3 separate regions of the Sus scrofa genome follow, and regions 1 and 2 are each linked to region 3. The links are chromatin contacts, called in public HiChIP or PLAC-seq maps. All regions are on one chromosome and are shown on one strand. The core of a region is the stretch at or near the end of the contact, and the rest is flanking DNA. Distances in the headings are between cores, read along the strand shown. Region 1 holds the start of ALAD (delta-aminolevulinic acid dehydratase). Region 2 holds the start of HDHD3 (haloacid dehalogenase-like hydrolase domain-containing protein 3). Region 3 holds the start of CDC26 (anaphase-promoting complex subunit CDC26).

Region 1 (3,589 bases), core at 79-2,578, 120 kb after region 3:
TTTTTTGGTCTTTTTGCCATTTCTTGGGCCGCTCCCGTGGCATATGGAGGTTCCCAGGTTAGGGGTCTAATCGGAGCTGTAGTCTCCGGCCTACGCCAGAGTCACATCAACGGGGGAGCCGAGCCGCGTCTGCAACCTACACCCCAGCTCATGGCAACGCCGGATCGTTAACCCACTAAGCAAGGGCAGGGACCGAACCCACAACCTCATGGTTCCTAGTCGGATTCGTTAACCACTGCGCCACGACGGGAACTCCCCTTTGATATTTTAAGTATAGATTTCTTTCTTTCTTTTTAGGGCTGCAGCTGAAGCGTATGGAAGTTCCCAGGCTAGGGGTGGAATCAGAGTTGCAGCTGCCAGCCTATGCCACAGCCACAACAATGCTAGATCCAAGCCAGATCCAAGGGGAATCTGTGACCTATATCGCAGCTTGCAGGAAGGCTGGATCCTTAACTCACTGGGCAAAGGCAGGGATCAAACCCACATCCTCAGGGATACCAGCTGGATTCTTAAAACACGGAATCAAAAGGAACTCCTAAGTATAGATTTCAAAGCTGCTCATCAGCAGAGGTGGACTCCTGGAGAGCTCTTGGTGAAAGAGGTTGGGAGGGAAGAGGTAGAAAGGCAACTCTGGACCTGGTTGCAGCTAGCAGCAAGATGGTTAGGCTTGTGGATTTTGGAGTCTCTACACGTGGGTTCAAATCCTGGTTCTGTCACTTTTCAGCTGTGTGACTTCAGTCCCCTCATCTGGCCAATAAGGGCTTGAACTGAGCTTGATGGGCTGTTGTAAGACTGAATGGGCCAATGCATGCACCGTACATACAAGGCTAGCACAGAGTGGCTGTTATTGCTTGCACCTCCCTCCCCCATACTGCTAGGCACCGCGGGCTCTGCACTGATGGAGACTACCCCAGCGATCTCCGAGGGAATGGAGCCCAGAGAGGAGACTCGGAGTCTCCAAGAACTACAGCCCCGAGTCTCCAAGGACTACAGCCACGCGGAGACCCCAACCCCGCTGCAGCGGGACATCTAACTCTAAGAACCCAAACAGGGGTCCCACAATGACTCCGTCTCCAGCGACATCGCCGGCGCTCCTTGGAGTACAGCACGATCTGGGTCTGGGGATACAAGACTCTTGGTGCCAGAGCCCCCGCGTCCAAGTCTGCCAACTCCCGGAGTCTGGCCCCCACTCACCGGCTTTCGTAAGGAATCCACGCCGCTACTCCCGCCACCACAGTCGCGAGCTCTGGTCTCTTGGGCCCACGCGGGGGCGGGGCAGCTCACCCGGAAGCAGCGCCCCCCTCTCACAGCCCGCCCCCGACAGGTTGCAGGCCACGCCCCCTGCGGGTGCTTTGCCTGAGGGCTGGTCAGCTCCAGCTACAGCCCCGCCCACGCACGGCGGCAGACCTGGCCAATCGGGTGCGCTGAAGGGCTGGAGGGCCCGCCCCTCCCCTCAGCGAGGTCCGCGCCTGTGCAGGGAAGACCGCCAGGGCGCCCACTTGGACAGTGCTGCAGCACTGCGAGAGGGGCGTTGCGTGTGAGCAGGCGTGGGAGGCAGCTACAGCTTTGCGGTTCTCTTTACAGCTTTTCTCTTCCCAGCCCAGCACGTTTGGCGCTGATTGTTGAAAGAATAATTAGATCTCAAGGATTTTAAACAACACCGTAATACCTAACACAATAGCTAAGTCCTTTTTTGCGGACTGAGCATTTTAAATTAGTTAAGCACCAGGCTGGCTTCCAAGTTTTCAGACAAAATTTATTCCAGCGTAATTTCTCAGGACCTACTCTTGTGCCATAGTTTCAGAGCTGTGATGTGAAAGACATGGGTACTTTGGAAAGGCTCCAAGTCTGATAGGAGCATCAGACCTGTCTGTCCGTGACGGGTACAAAGAAAGATTTGCCCGCAAGTCCGGGGGCGGGGCGGGGGTGGAGGTAAAATGCTGCAGGGTATGTGCAAGGGTGGGAAGGATCTGGTGACGCTTATGGGGCTTAGGTGAACTGGTGGGATCAGATGAGTGAAATAGGGGTCGGGGTCAATATACCCTAGCAAAGGAATTCCTTTATAAAGGTGAGACAGGGATTATTGAAAAGTTGACTTTGAACTGTGAAGGATGCCAGTGGGTTGTACTATATTTATTCTCAGATCTTATTTCTCAAAATCTGTATCCCAAACCTGTTTTATGCATCTTTCTATTACAAGTCCAAGAGGCTTAATGCTGGGGAAATACGACACTGCTTAGTTCCTTGCTACAAGTTCTGATCTGCGTTCAAATAAGGAAGGTGGTGGAAAGAAGGCTGTGCATTAAAGAGTCAGGGACAGTCCCATACATTTTACATTCACTTACCTAATTTGATAATTCTGTTACAATCCTCATTTTATAGACTGGGAAAACAATTGCCAGGAGATTAATTTGCCCCATGTCACACTGGGCTTTCTCTTCAACTCCTGCTATCCATACTCCTTCAACTCATAGAGGTAATTACTATTTATTACCCCCCCACCTCAAGTTTAGATCCGCTGCCTGTTTCTTTCATGACACCTGTTCCATCTCTGACTTTATTGATAACTAGAAATAATTAGGACCAGAGTTCCCTGGTGGCCTAACAGTTAAGGATTTGACACTACCACTGCTGTGCTTCAGGGGTTCGATCCCTAGCCAGGGAACTTAAGCATGCCACGATCACGGTGGAAAAAAAAAAATTAGGACCATCTATTACCTCTAAGATCTCAAACAGGGTGGAAAATTAAAAAATTTTTTTTGGTGTAATCTATTTTTCCCATGTCTCGCTCTTGTTTTTGACTGAAAGATCGGTTCCCACTTCCCGATCTTTTAAAATATTTTACTTCAGGACATCATCTTTTAAAATATTTTACTTCAGGAATCACCTTTTAAAATATTTTACTTCAGGACATCATCATGGCACAGCGGAAACGAATCTGACTAGGATCCATGAGGTTGTGGGTTTGATCTGTGGCCTCACTCAGTGGGTTAAGGATCTGGTGATGCCATGAGCTGTGGTGTAGGCTGGCAGCTGTAGCTCCAATTAGACCCCTAGCCTGGGAACCTCCATATGCAGTGAGTGCAGCTCTAAAAGGCAATATAATAATAACAATAATAATAATAATAATAAAATATTTTTCCTTAATCTGTCACTCTTATCCATAAAAAGTATTGTGAATGCAACACTATGAATAAATCTTAAATATAGCATTGAACAGAAGGAGTCAGACACTGTACGACTGTATGATTTCATTTATGATAACGTACAAGCCCAGGAAAAATTAATCTGTGCTAGCAAAATTAATCAGGATAGTGACTTCTACTGGGGAGATAGGAAGTGACCAGAAGGGAGACCAAAGGGTCTTTTTTATAGTGCTGGTCATGTTGTTTATTGATCCCAGTGTAACTTTCATGGATGTGTTTAGTTTGCGAAAATTTATCAAGCTCTACTCTTATTTGCGCCTCTTTATATGTGTATTATACTTACTGAAACAAAAAACAAACAAAAAAACCCACCCGAAGCCCCCACTAAACTATTGTGAGTGCCTCCCATGTAGGTACATGACATTATGCTAAATGCTTGCAAG
Region 2 (3,628 bases), core at 141-2,640, 100 kb after region 3:
CACATCCTAGAGGTCCTGGTCTTCCCTGTCTTAAAGCCTCTCTGAGCCCCAGGTGATGATGCCTGCCTGGGTGGAGAACCAGTGAAAGGATTACTGACTGCAGAGAAAACAAATTCTTTAACCCAACGTCTAGAGGGTGGAAGCAGCTTCTGGTCCCAGACAGAGCAGATTCCAGACACCCAACCTGTTCAGCTGTAACCTGAGGGGCCAGAGTTCAGAAGGCAGCCCAGCTGCTGCTGAGGGACAATCATGGCTGGTGAACCTGGGGACAGGCCTTAGAGGAGGTTTGTCAGGAAATGAATTTAAGTCAGTCTGGAACTTAGGGACACCCGTCCAAAGATGCCCTCCCTTTGCAGGTGGGTAGGTGGAGGCCCAGTGAGGGGCGGAAATTCGCCCCAAGTCACGCGGGGAGCCATTGGCGCTGCTAAAACTAGAACAAAGGGCCCACAGCATTTTCCTCAGTTTCTGGAGGGGAATTTAGGGACTTTGGCCGCAGGCCTGAATTGCTCACCCTCCCTCCCCACCTCCAGGGCTCGGAGGTGGCAAAGTCCGGGTAGCCCGCGGCTAGAGAAGTATCTCTACGACCTCTGCCAAAAGCAGCGAGACCTGCGGCGCCAGTCCCTGGGGCCCACGACTCACCCGCCTCGCCGAGAAGCCAGTCAAGAAAGAAACCGCAGCCGCACAGCCACTGGGGAAAAGATGAAGACGCCCCTTTCTCCCAGATCCCAGGCCTCCGCTTGCCCCTCCGCCTCGCCCCGCCCCGCCGCCTCGCCCCGCCCCGCCCCCGCCCCGCCCTCCGCCTCGCCCCGCCCCGCCCCTCCACCTCGCCCCGCCCCTCCGCCTCGCCCCGCCCCGCCCCTCCGCCTCGCCCCGCCCCGCCCCTCCGCCTCGCCCGCCCCGCCCCTCCGCCTCGCTCCGCCCCGCCCCGCCCGCCCCCGCCCGCCCCGCCCCGCCCCGCCCCGCCCCTCCGCCTCGCCCCGCCCCTCCGCCTCGCCCCGCCCCTCCGCCTCGCCCCGCCCCCCCGCCCCCCCATGTCCTTTCTGCTCCCTCTCGCCGTACCCTCACCTCCTGAGACCCTGCGCCTTTGTCACGTGCCCTCACCGCGGGCCTCTGCCCTCCGTGTCCCTTCTGTGACCCTCCCTACCCCTTCGTCAGACACCACGCGATCTCAGTCCCTCTTGCGCCCCCTTCCGTCCCGTACTCCGCCTTTCACCATTACTTTGCACCCCTTGTGCCCTCTTTGCGGGCCCCTGCCCACCCTGCCCTCGCAGCCCCTCACTTTTTTATCCCCTTTCTGTGCTCTCTCTGCCTGCCTTCCTCCTCCCCAAGACCTTTCCGCCTCCCTTGGATCTGGACGCCTCCTGGGAGGTGCCCAGGCTGACTTGGGAAGAAGGGATTTGGGTTTGGATCTGGCTTGCTTTGTGTTGGGTAACCACCTCCCCCTCACTGGGCTCGGGCCTGGGAGGAAACGCAAAGTTCAGTCACAGACCTTTGGCCGGCAAGGGAGAGCCCACGGCTCCAGACATTTCTTTGAGTAACTTTTTCAGCAGAGAAAAAGGGGCCTTGCATGTCACACAAAAGCCAATGACAGGTCCTGCTGTTTTGAAACAAGCTTCTTTGTAATTTACCGGTTCAAAAATGGGTCCACTTCATGGGTATAGTTTCCTCCATATGTCAGATGACCAAAATTCCGAGAGGGTTTTATCCCTTGATCTATCTTATGTGGACTCTGGCCTGGTAATTGCTTCTGGAGACACCTGACCATGTCACAACACTGGCTGCTAGCTAGCTTTGGTTATTTCTCTTTGAGAAATCAAGTTTCTTATGGGGCTTTTTCCTTGAGATTCTCATTCAAGGGAACTAAGTAAACCCAAGCTGGGCCCACAAGACACACATCTGTCTCTCTCTCTCTCCAAAATTTCATTTACTAATTTTTTTTGTCTTTTTGTCTTTTTAGGGCTGCAGCCATGGCATATGGAGGTTCCCAGGCAAGGGGTCAAATAGAAGCTACAGCTGCCTGCCTCCACCAGAGCCACAGCAATGCCAGATCCAAGCTGCGTCTTCGACCTATACCACAGCTCACGGCAACACCGGATCTTTTTTTTTTTTTTGCCTTTTTGTCTTTTTAGGGCCGCACCTTAAGCACATGGAAATTCCTAGGCTTGGGGTCCAATCGGAGCTGTAGCCGCCGGCGTACACCACAGCCACAGCAACGCCAGATCCGAGCCATGTCTGTGACCTGCATCACAGCTCACCGCAATGTCGGATCCTTAACCCACTGAATGAAACCAGGGATCGAACGCATGTCCTCATGGATGCTGAATTCATTAACTGCTGAGTCACGACGGGAATTCCTCATTTACTTATTTTTAAACTTTTATTAAAACCATACATAGGGAAAAGTGCAAGGAAGTGTACTTGTCCTTGGATTTTTACAAAGTGGACATATCTATGCAATCTGTGCAAAGACCAAGAAAAAGAACATCTCTAGAACTCTGGTGCCCTGTCTCCTGGTCACTTACTCCCATGAAGGGGAACCACTATCCTGACTTCTAAATGCATGGTTATATTGGAGTTACCGTCGTGGTGCAGTGGTTAGCGAATTCGACTAGGAACCATGAGGTTTCGGGTTCGATCCCTGACCTTGCTCAGTGGGTTAAGGATCTGGCGTTGCCGTGAGCTGTGGTGTAGGTTGAAGACACAGCTTGGATCCCACGTTGCTGTGGCTGTGGCGTAGGCCGGCAGCTGTAGCTCCAATTGGACCCCTAGCCTGGGGACCTCCATATGCCACTGGTGCGGCCCTAGAAAAAGCAAAAAAAAAAAAAAAAAAATAATAAAAAAAAATGCATGGTTATACTTGTTTCTGAACCGTGTGTGAATGGAATAATACATCATGCATTCTTTTTGCTTTCTTTTTTTTTTTTTTTTTTTTTTTGTCTTTTTGCTATTTCGTGGGCTGCTCTCATGGCATATGGAGGTTCCCAGGCTAGGGGTCGAATCAGAGTTATAGCTGCCAGCCTATGCCAGAGCCACAGCAACGCAGGATCCGAGCCGCGTCTACAACCTACACCACAGCTCACAGCACCGCCGGATCGTTAACCCACTGAGCAAGGGCAGGGATCGAACCCGCAACCTCATGGTTCCTAGTCGGATTCGTTAACCACTGTGCCACGACGGGAACTCCTCTTTTTGCTTTCTTTGCTCAAAATTTTATTGGTAAGTTTCATCCATGTTGCTCTGAGTAGTTTATAGGGCATTCATGTCCCACCTGTGATACCTCAATATATGAGTATACCATATTTTATTGTGGATGGATATTTTGGGTTATCTCCAGTTACTGGTCATTTCAAATATCCAGTTACTGGTTAATTCAAATATTAGAAAATGTTTCTATGGACATTCTTTTTTTTTTGCTTTTTAGGGCCACATGTGTGGCATATGGAAGTTCCCCAGCTAGACGTCAAATCGGAGCTGCTGCTGCCGACCTATGCCACAGCCACAGCCACAGCCACACCAGATCCCATCCGAACCCCATCTTTGACCTGCACCACAGTTCACGGCAACACTGGATCCAGATCCTTTTCCAACAGAGCAAGGCCAGGGGTCAAACCCGCATACTCATGGATAC
Region 3 (3,449 bases), core at 563-3,062:
TGCAGCCCAATAAAGACAAAAGACAAAATAAATAAATAAATAAAATGAGGTATGTACAGTTCCCATCGTGGCGCAGTGGAAATGAATCTATCTGGGAACCATGAGGTTAAGGGTTCCATCCCTGGCCTCACTCAGAGGGTTGAGGATCCGGTGTTGTGGTGAGCTGTGGTACAGGCCGGCAGCTGTAGCTCTGATTAGACCCCTAGCCTGGGAACCTCCATATGCCGCAGGTGCGGCCCTAAAAAGCAAAAAAAAAGTATGTACAAACATAAATGATTATTACATGTTTCTAGGATGTAGCTAGGGACTGTGAAGTATACAAAAGATAAAATTTCCCCTCCTCCCATGAAGCCTGGGACTGAGACAAATGATATTATCAACACAAAACACTGACACATTACATTTCAAATTTTTTGGTACTAAATCAAATACGATTTTTTTTTTTTTTTTTTTTTGTCCTTTTAGGGCGCTCCCACAGCATATGGAAATTCCCAGGCTAGGGGTCTAATCAGAGCTGTGGCTGCCGGCCTACGCCAGGGCCACAGCAATGCCAGATCCGAGCCGCGTCTGCGACCTACACCACAGCTCACCCTAATGCCGGATCCTTAAGCTCCGGATCCAACTGAGCAAGGCCAGGGATCAAACCCACAACCTCTGGTTCCTAGTCGGATTCGTTTCTGCTGCGCCACGACAGGAACTCCCAAATCAAATAGGATCTTGATTCCAACGTAGACAAAGGCAAGAGGAAGCCAAAGTTCCAAGAGAATGCTTAAAAGAAAAAAACAACTGTGATACATTCTAACTTTCCCGCAAGCTGTAAAAAGCTCACCACTATGAAGAAGTATAGTGTAATGGGTAAAAGTGCTTGCTTTGGAGGCAAAGGGCAGAGACTCAAATTCTGTTGCCACTGATTTTGGACAATTAGCTTCGCCTTTCACTAGATCTTAGCTTCTTCCCTTGTATCTGTACTCAGGTGTTGTATGGATTGAATGACGTGATGCAGATAAGTGCCTGTAACGTACGTAACTTGGCATTTAGTAAACGCTCAAATATGTAGCCATTATTATTGTAACTGCCCTTGGAGAGGGTAGGAGGCTCTGTCCAGCTCGGGAAACAACAATAAATTTTGAAAAATCTCCACCCCCGATACGGGAGCAAAAACCTTGTCTTGTCGATCTCTGGTGCCCCAACACCCAGGGCAACACAGGGCTGTGCAGAGCTGCTTGCGCGCAGTTTACCTGACGCCTGACATTCTTCATCTCACTCCGAGTAATATAGACCAAACACAGGCCATGGCTCCTCCGCTGGCTCTTTATTTTACTCTGGCGCTAGAGGGCTCTTCGAGCTTATTCTTTCGCCACTGCCCAAATGCACCGAAAATCCACCCAGCTCAAAAGAAGCTGCCGAGAGAACTTCCCGACAGCGGAGGAAAGCACACTCCTTTCGCGGCTACAGGACCGCACTCCTGGGTCCGGGGCAAAGGTTTCCATGGCAACATGGTCCACCACTCTAGGAGGACTTAAAGCTCTTCGCAGGGCCGGGAGCGGCAGCAGACCCCGGAAGGTGCCGTTTCACTCCCGGAGTTCAGTCCGGAGGCGCGCGACTTGAAGCACCTACCTCTTTTCAGCCCTTTCCCGGAACCTCAGCGCCCACCCCGAATCTTCTGCTATGTCAACTGCACTACACCTCCCAGGTTGCTCTGAGTCTCTCTCCTCGCAGAACCTCGTCCTCCGCGTGCTCTTTTTAGAGGCTGTACGTGTCACAACGCTCAACGCACCCAGAGCCTTTCCTACTACGATTCCCATCATGCTCTACGGCGCCCAGGACGCGGCTTCGGCCCTCGGCCCACTTCCGGTCTGGACGTAATTCCGCTTTGTTAGGCGCGCGGTGGATGGTCTGGAACGTAGGGCTCGCCTCTTGCTGAAGCTTCGCGGCCTCGGAGCCCAGCATGGCTTCCTCGCGAGCCTCCTCCACGGTACGGATCTCGGCTCACTCTGGCAGGGCAGGGAGGGCGGAGGGGTGGGGGGTCCGTGCAGAACAGAGCCGTTAGGGAACGGGCGGTGGAGGACTGAGGAGGAAGGCTGCCAGACTCGGTCTGGTCTTAGAGAGCTGAGCAGCGTTTTTCTTTGAGTGACCGGAGTGTGTTTTAGGTCATTTTCATCTCTTACTACAACAACCCTAAAATGTAAATACCTCTTCCGTCTCGTTCAGAAACGGAGCTCTGAAAGGGAGTAGGGTTTTGGCCAAGATTTACGACAGTGTCAGTCTTGATTATAATGAGGCCTCCTAACTTCATATCTACTACCTCGCGTCTGAAAACGTTTGAATTGTATAGACCGGTAACTTTATAACTTGTTCCCCTTTATCATGGCGTTGGTTATTTCAGTTATTCTTGATATCTCCTGTGATGAGCAGTGGCCCTGAAAGTTTCATAAAACCCAAGAAGAGATTGCACCTCCAACCAAATGAAGTAAACATGTTCCAAAGCAAACCATTGATAGAAAAATCACAAGAGAAATTCACTAGTTTTATCTATCTCTTCCTATCTGCAAAACTTAAAGTGACTGAGAGACTGGAACACTCCCCCCTGCCCCACTCCATCAGGGAAGATACATCTTAATTGGTGTCCAACTTGTCTTTTTTGGGGGAGGGAATAGGATTGAAGCTCTGGATAAGCTTCATCCTCTGGGAAGCTAGCAAATTGCTGAGATTAAGCTTTAGGTTCATCCAGGTCTTTGATTTAACAGGCAACCAAAACTAAGGCACCTGATGACTTAGTCGCTCCTGTTGTGAAGAAACCACACATCTATTATGGAAGTTTGGAAGAAAAGGAGAGGGAACGGCTGGCCAAAGGAGAGTCTGGGATTTTGGGAAAAGAAGGACTTAAAGCAGGAATTGAAGCAGGGAATATTAACATAACCTCTGGTAAGATGCAAACTGTAGTCCATCTCTACTTTGGGTGCTCAAAATTTCTGTAATATTTACTTTCCTAAACGTAGATATCACAAGTATAGTGTCAGAAAACTTCGCATATTAAACTTGCATCTATTGGTGTTCCTATTGTGGCTCCCGGGTTACACGAACCCAACTTGTATCCAAGAGGATGCAGGTTGGATCCCTGACCTCATTCAAATGTGGATTAAAGGATCCACTGTTACTTTGAGCTGTGGTGTAGGTCTCAGACGTGGTTCAGATCCCAAGAGCCTGTGACTGTGTTGTAGGCTGGCAGCTGCAGCTCCAGTTTGACCCCTGGCCTGGGAACTTTCAAATGCCCCAAGTGCGGCCCTAACAAAGCAAAAAAACAAAAAAACAAACAAAAATTTGCATCTTTCGAAGGCCATACTTTCTGCCTACCCATTTAACATTACCCCAGAGCCTTTTTTCTTTTAACTTTTTTTTTTTTGTCTTTTTTGCCATTTCTTGGGCCACTCCCACGGCATATGGGAGGT

What was found. HiChIP or PLAC-seq counts read pairs in DNA pulled down with a chosen protein or histone mark.
Region 1: a contact with region 3 is called in an H3K27ac HiChIP or PLAC-seq map of alveolar macrophages. The contact joins the promoter of ALAD here to the promoter of CDC26 in region 3. A contact is called at or near these places in 2 of 5 promoter capture datasets (fetal liver and liver), 2 of 47 Hi-C or Micro-C datasets (liver and skeletal muscle) and 1 of 2 datasets of contacts at active chromatin or transcription factors (alveolar macrophages).
Region 2: a contact with region 3 is called in an H3K27ac HiChIP or PLAC-seq map of alveolar macrophages. The contact joins the promoter of HDHD3 here to the promoter of CDC26 in region 3. A contact is called at or near these places in 1 of 5 promoter capture datasets (liver), 2 of 47 Hi-C or Micro-C datasets (heart right ventricle and skeletal muscle) and 1 of 2 datasets of contacts at active chromatin or transcription factors (alveolar macrophages).

Annotation. Positions count from the first base shown.
Region 1 is chr1:254,026,256-254,029,844 of Sscrofa11.1, forward strand. ALAD (delta-aminolevulinic acid dehydratase) reads right to left here and starts at 1,329. Exons shown (of 13, transcript XM_021067765.1): 1 at 1,195-1,329.
Region 2 is chr1:254,008,414-254,012,041 of Sscrofa11.1, forward strand. It overlaps HDHD3 (haloacid dehalogenase-like hydrolase domain-containing protein 3), which reads right to left and starts at 1,391. Exons shown (of 3, transcript XM_021067749.1): 1 at 1,280-1,391; 2 at 640-688.
Region 3 is chr1:253,904,847-253,908,295 of Sscrofa11.1, forward strand. CDC26 (anaphase-promoting complex subunit CDC26) reads right to left here and starts at 1,813. Exons shown (of 4, transcript XM_021067696.1): 1 at 1,618-1,813. It overlaps PRPF4 (U4/U6 small nuclear ribonucleoprotein Prp4), which reads left to right and starts at 1,885. Exons shown (of 14, transcript XM_005660339.3): 1 at 1,885-1,975; 2 at 2,748-2,925.